Linked DNA regions of Sus scrofa: region 2 is linked to region 1. Evidence: chromatin contacts called from public HiChIP or PLAC-seq data. All regions are on one chromosome and are shown on one strand. Each heading gives the region's core, a stretch centred on a gene start, on an enhancer-like site or on the middle of the called end of the contact. The rest is flanking DNA. Distances are from core to core; before and after follow the strand shown.

Region 1 (3,198 bases), core at 485-2,984:
TGTGTAGGAGTAATCCTAGCAGATATAGGGAAAGTAGGAGTTTTCTAGGCAGAGAGCAGGATTGACCAAAATCCTGCAGACAGGAGCAGAGGAATGAATATTCGAGGAAGTTACGGATTAGAACAGGAGGAAATGAGCAATGAGGCTTGAGAAGAGGGCAGGAACCACCATATCACAAAGGGCCTTCCATCTAATAGGATTGAGTAGGACCTTTTATTCCTTATTGTCAAGGTGCTTATAGAAAGTATGTAAAAACAAGAACTCAAAGAGGAAACCACTTCCCAGAGATTTTATATGTATCTTCCTACACATTTTCTTACGCAGTTGAAACTGTATTTTATAGCTCTTTCTTTTGCTTGATATATTAAACACTTCACCATGATAGCAAAGTCCTCATAAACATGTTTTATTGACTAGATAGTATTTAATAACATAATCAAACAAATTAATTCCTTTAATGTTCTGCGTTTATTTCCAACATTTCAAACATAAAGGCTGCTTTGAACTAATTTTGTGTTTTACTTAAATTTCTTTTAAAAATCGTTGGTAGACATTAAACAGCTTTCTGCGGAACTTTCGCAATTTACTAGTCTCAGATTTCCGCATCAGATCGTGCAGTACAATTACCATGGACGCAGTGTGTAGAATGGACGGGGGCGGGGTGGGAGTGGAGACCAGTTAGGTCCTAGCAAAGGACCTGTAGGACTTGGCATCTTACAGCCTACCCACAGGCATGGGGCGTAGCCTGGGGGCTCGTCATAAACGCGGAACCTCAGGTTCCAACCCAGACATACCTGATTCGAATCTGCATTTTAACGAGATGCCCAGGGAATTCCCATTACGGCTCAGCGGGTTACTAACCCAACCAGTATTCATGAGGATGTGGTTCAATCCCTGGCCTGCTCAGTGAGTAAAGGATCCCTGTTGCTGCGAAATGTGCTGTAGCTGGAGCTCCGACTTGAGCCCTAGCCTGGGAACTTCCATATGCCCCAGGTGTGGCCCTAAAAAAAGGCAAAACAAACAAAAACACCAGGATGTTCAGATGATTCCTGTACCCATTCGAGTGTGAGAAGCACTGTTCTAGACCAGAGGTTTCAAATTCCACATTTAGAATCACCTGGGGACCTCTAAAAACTCCAATGTTCCGGGTACACCTTTTGCCTATTAAATTTCTGCGAATGGAACCAAAAAAACCCCAAACCTCCAAGGAATCCCAACGTGCAGCCAATTTTGAGAAACTGTGATCTGGAGGAGTAGCCTGGAAGGAAACGTAACAGTGGCTAGTAGGGCTCAGGTGGCTAAGGAACAGGTACGGGAAGGAAACGTACTCTGCACTTTGTAGCTCCGCTCTGCGTTTGAAATTTTGCACGGTGTGTATCAGTAGCACCATGGAAAAGAACTAACAACTGTAGGAAAGCCTGTGGTAAGTGCCTTGAATTAGGCGCTAAACTAGGCAGATCAGGGCAGGTGGCCGCTGACCCAGCCCTACACTCCGGTATTCCGGCCACGGGCTGCTCTCCGGCCAGTTTGCCCCGCCCCTCCGCACACGGGGAGACAACGTGGGGCGCAGGCGCGCTGGCTGTCCCAGACAAGTCGGCCTCGGCTGACGTCAGGACGCCTCGCGGGTTCTAGCCCCCCGCCCCGGCCCCCGAGTCCCGCGCGGGCCGGGCGGGGGCGGGGCGTCGGCCAGCTGAGCTATCCCGTCCGACCGCGCCAGTTTGAATGAAAGCTCCTCAAGATGGCGGCGGCCGGGGCCGAGGCGCGAGGAGGTGAGGGCTGGAGAGCGGCGCCCCGCACTGTCCCCCGTCCTCCAGGCAAACTCCCGAGGCCGGGGAAGCGGGGCCGGGACGCGCGGGCGGGCCGGAGCGCGACGGGACAGGAAGCCTCCTGCCGCGCGGCTGACGCGGCGGCCCCTACACGCGCGCCGCGGGCCCCTCCCTGCCCCGGGCCCCTGACCCTCCTCGCGGCTCGGCCCGCCCGCGGCCCGCAGTCTCCTCCCGCGCCCGGCCCCCGCGAGGCCAGGCCCGCACGCCCCGCTGCCGGCTCGCGGACTCGGCGGTCTGGGTCCCGCTGCCGTTCGGGCCCGAGATGGGCCCCGGCCCGGCCGCGGTGCGGAGGCGTTCGAACGGCTCCGGCGGATCCCTGCGCGGCTCGAGGTCCGTGGGCACACGGGGGGCTCGACTCCTTTGTGCTGCTTTGAGCGGGACGGTTCGCGGTCCGGGCCGGTTTTTGAACTGGGGAGCGGGAGGCCTCCGGTGGTGTAGGTGTGACCTCAGTATCCGAGGAGAGGAGTAGTCGGGGCGGAGGTGTGGAGGCTGAGAAAGGAAAGAAGTGAGGGTACACCCCATTTTGGACTTACTGGGGGGCTTCCGCTCCCAGTTGGGAACATCCCAGGAAGTGGGTCTCGGAGGTTGTGGCCTCCGGCTCATGGGGAAGAGTTCTCCCCGGCGGGAGCTTGCGTGGGAATTAATGAGGTGGACGCCAAGGAGCTCGGTGCTGAACGTGTATTTGTGCGCGCGCTGAAAGACTGGAACTTTCAATGCCTTCTGGAACCTGAAAGGTGTTTCCAGCACTGCGCTTCTCGGCATAGATCGTGGACTCACTGCCCCCCAGCGTGTCTGCCACTAGGGGTTAGTGTGAACTCAAGTTTTGGGGGTGGTCGCGAAACGTTTAATCTTATAAAGGAGTTCTTTCCCTATCTTATTAGAGGCGATCCGAATTGTTACCAGGAGTTTGCAGGTTTTTTAGGTTCCAGTCGTTCTCAAACATAGCATTTCTGTCGAGGCTTGTGTCTTGAATCTGCATAGTACTCCGACTAGATAACAATGGTAGGAACAGCAGACAAACATACCTTGGGTAGATAATCCAGAGGAAGGTCCTTTGCATGCCATCAGCATAAGGAGGTTATCTTGACGCAAAACTTCCTGAAGCTTTTTCAGTGAAAGGATTTAAAGGGTCGTTTCTGTTCTGCCAAATTCCCCTACGTCCAAGCCAACACTCCAAAACAAGCACACTCTTAGCCCTAAATTTTGAAGAGAACAATTCCTTTCACTTTCTTGGTCTGGAATTACGAACCCTACTTCACGGTTCCTGACGGTGAGGTGCCTGTGTGAGTTGGGGAGGGTGAGGACGTAGTAAGAACAGCTGTGTTCTCTCTTCCCTGGAAATTACTTCAAAACAAAAGGTTATCACAACTAC
Region 2 (3,198 bases), core at 243-2,742, 300 kb before region 1:
TAAAAATTAAGATACCCGATCACTGGGTTGTGCCCGCTTCTTGATCACATCCACCCCAGGTCTGGCCCCATCTCTCTCACCCCACCTTCAAGTGCAAACCCAACTCTGCTTTTCCAAGAGAATCCCAATGTTCTTCCAGGTTCCACTGGCCCTCCTGCAGAAGCTCAATGAACCAAATCTCTACAATTATACATCCCTCCCTGGTGGCTGCTGACTAATGAGATTCAAGGCTCTTTTGTCTTAATAAGTCACTAGCAAGATGAGGTAGAGAAAAAAGAACCTCAAAAAAAAAGGTCCCCAGGAGTTCCCACTGCGGCTCAGGGAAAATGAACCTGACTAGCATCCATGAGGATATAGGTTTGATCCCTGGCCTCGCTCAGTGGATTAAGGATCCAGGGTTGCTGTGAGTTGTGGTATAGGTCGAATATACAGCTTGGACCCTGCATTGCTGTGGCTGTGGTGTAGGCTGGCAGCTGTAGCTCCGATTAGACCCCTAGCCTGGGAACTTCTGTATGCCATGGATACAGCCCTAAAAAGCAAAAAAAAAACAAAAGGAAAGAAAAGGTCCCCAAACCTAAATCCTGACTCATAACTTCCCTGGGTCTGCTTCCCCTACTGGTAAAATGACAGCCAGATATCCTACATTTTACAACTTTTCATCTCACATGTGCTATATCTCAGCCATACTATGGGCCAAATTGGGTTATTTCTATGAAAAAAAAAAAGGTGCTCTGACTCTCACTCACTTAACTATTTCACTCCTGAAATAGGGCACAGTCAGAATTTGTCTGGAAAACGTCATTTTCAACTCTGAAAGAGGTCTTCGTGACAGACACGATGGTGTTTTTCTGAATGGTGAACATGTTTCATAATTACAAGAACATGAGTTGACTCTTACTTGGCTTCTGCTTCCACAGTGAGAAACTGTCATGAGGATTGGGACACGTGCCCATCCTGGTGTCTGGGGATTGTCTGGCTCTAACTAAACCCCAGAGAGCAGCTACTGGCACGGCCCAAGTCCCCCGAATTCAAGTCTGTTATTCCCACTTATCCCTCTTCTGGAGACTCTGGGGACTTTCCCTGAACAACAAACAGCCAGTAAGGAGAACACTAGAATCAAGACAGCATTATGAAGCCAACTATTGTCAGACCGACCAGAACCAGGAGTGTCCATCCCTTAATGAAGAGTGTCCTTCCTACGTGCGAGCCTTGGGTTAGACCCTAAAGTGCTAGGGAGAAGGGAGATGTGCTCCCTTGTCGCACAGGACTTGGGCTGGTGGAGAGGACAGGCCCGCCACCCAGCGTGTGACATGTACACTTTGAAGGTGGGAAGCCTGGCTGGTCTCAGGCATAAGGTCTTCCTCTGATTGCTCCTCCTTCCTGCTACCAAAGGTGAATGTTCTGCCCTGTGACTCCATCAGGGAGGACGCTCTGGCCCCAGGAAACCCGTGCCTAAAAGCAGCTGCAACCACGAGGGCTCACTGTCACCTCTCACACGAGGGTGGTGTCAGGCTGTGCAAGGCTGCGTTAGGGATCAGCAGGCTTTCTCAATGCTCGGCCTCAGCAGCCCCAGCACCTCCAAGAGGAAAGGCAGACGAGGAAAGCATCTCCCGTCCCCGCCCCTGCCCACCCAGGTCTCTTTACCAGGAAGGGAGGCCACGCCCAGAAGCCCCCTTCCCACACCTCATTGGGCAGAGCTGTGTCATGTTATCACCAGACCAACAAAGGATTCTGGGAAAGGGTGGACGCAGCATCGGGGTGGGCCAGTGGCTGTTAGGGAGATCGTCACTCTGCCACACACAGACTGTTGTGGGTGGAATGTGTCCTCCCAAACTCTGTAGGTTGAAGCCCCATCCCCCAATGTGACAGTACGTGGAGGTGGGTGGGCCCTTTGTGAAATGGCTAGGATTAGACCAGGTCATGAGGGTGGGGCCCCCAGGATGGGATTAGTGTCCTTTAGAAGGAAGAAACAGCAGAGCTGGCGCTCCCCACCCCCGCCACCACACAAGGACACAGTAAGAAGGCTGCTGTCCCTAAGCCAAGAAGAGCCTCTTCCCCAGGAATCCACTCAGCCAGCACCCTCATCTCAGACTTCCAATAAGGGAACCGTGAGAAATGAACCTCTGTTGTTTAACCCACCCAAGTCTATGATAGTTTGATATAGCAGCCCGAGCCGCTAGGACACATCCTCAATTCAACTGTCCTCAAAGGCACGCCAACCTCCCTCCAAGGGGCTCCTGGGGCTCCTCGGGGTGAGGCCAACTGCTCCCCACCTAGGCTTCAGAGCTGAAAGGGAAACTAGAGCAATGCTAATTTCTGAAACATATTCAGTGCTCACAGCATCAGGAACGAAAGCAACACAAGCAACAAAGACCAGGGACTTTTTAATGGAAACCCTTTCAGCCTTGAGCTTTCCCTTGTACACAAAAAGCTCCCTTTGTAAACTAAGGGGATTTTTGGCAAAAGTTCAAACGTATACACATTTGTAGGAGGTGTGGGCTCTGCGTTGGGGAGTCAACTAAACTGACTCTTCCCTTTTTCTGCTTGAACCCCACACATGCATTCAGTTCCCTCCAGAGGCTTGTCAATCTAAGACACCAAGCCTTCACTTTTCCCACAGGCTGTCTTGCAGTCCCAGGAAAACAAAAAAGAGCCCTGAGTTTCTCCAGGTACAGTCACAGGTGGAGGAAAACTCGAAATAAGAATCGGGGGAAAATGACAGCAACCTATGTGGCAAACAAGGAACAGAGAAAAAACAAAAAACCTAGAAACAAGGTACCTGCTTTTCAACCAGCAGGTGTCAGGTGCCACAAGGCCTGAAAAGCATCGGAGCTTTCATCATCACTGAAATGGGAGGGAGCTCACTGTTAATTGGAAAATAATCAAGGTTTCAAAAATTTACATATTCCCACAGAAGCCTGAGAGAATCACTTGAGTGATGAAGAGATACATCCTCCATAATCCAGATCCTACAGAAGCGAAATAAAAGTTTTCCTCCTCATTCAAACAAGAGGTTTTAAGGATGCTTATGTGTTTTAAGCACAATTTATGATGCCTGCAGTACTCTCATGTTTACTTGGTAGCCTAGATCCTCAAGGAAATTCTTCCTTTCTTAAAAGAAAGCCTTAACCATCGCTGGTTCCTCCAGCCATCCACGTATGTAGAACTCAAACCACTTATCACTGTGTTGACAGCACC

Evidence for each region. HiChIP or PLAC-seq counts read pairs in DNA pulled down with a chosen protein or histone mark.
Region 2: a contact with region 1 is called in an H3K27ac HiChIP or PLAC-seq map of alveolar macrophages. The contact joins the enhancer-like site here to the promoter of SUV39H2 in region 1. A contact is called at or near these places in 2 of 5 promoter capture datasets (fetal liver and liver), 5 of 47 Hi-C or Micro-C datasets (epiblast stem cells, fetal heart ventricle, heart right ventricle and 1 more) and 2 of 2 datasets of contacts at active chromatin or transcription factors (alveolar macrophages and skeletal muscle).

Annotation. Positions count from the first base shown.
Region 1 is chr10:46,898,429-46,901,626 of Sscrofa11.1, reverse strand. It overlaps SUV39H2 (suppressor of variegation 3-9 homolog 2), which reads left to right and starts at 1,734. Exons shown (of 5, transcript NM_001039747.1): 1 at 1,734-1,769.
Region 2 is chr10:47,194,230-47,197,427 of Sscrofa11.1, reverse strand. All of the region lies in intron 1 of FAM107B (protein FAM107B), which reads right to left. Among named protein-coding and RNA genes, the nearest start is that of FAM107B, 55 kb to the right of the region's middle. Within about 2 kb of position 1,492, at least 15 of the 83 cell types and tissues checked have an H3K27ac peak or open chromatin away from gene starts, as enhancers often do. A contact at or near this core is called in alveolar macrophages, where this site is marked.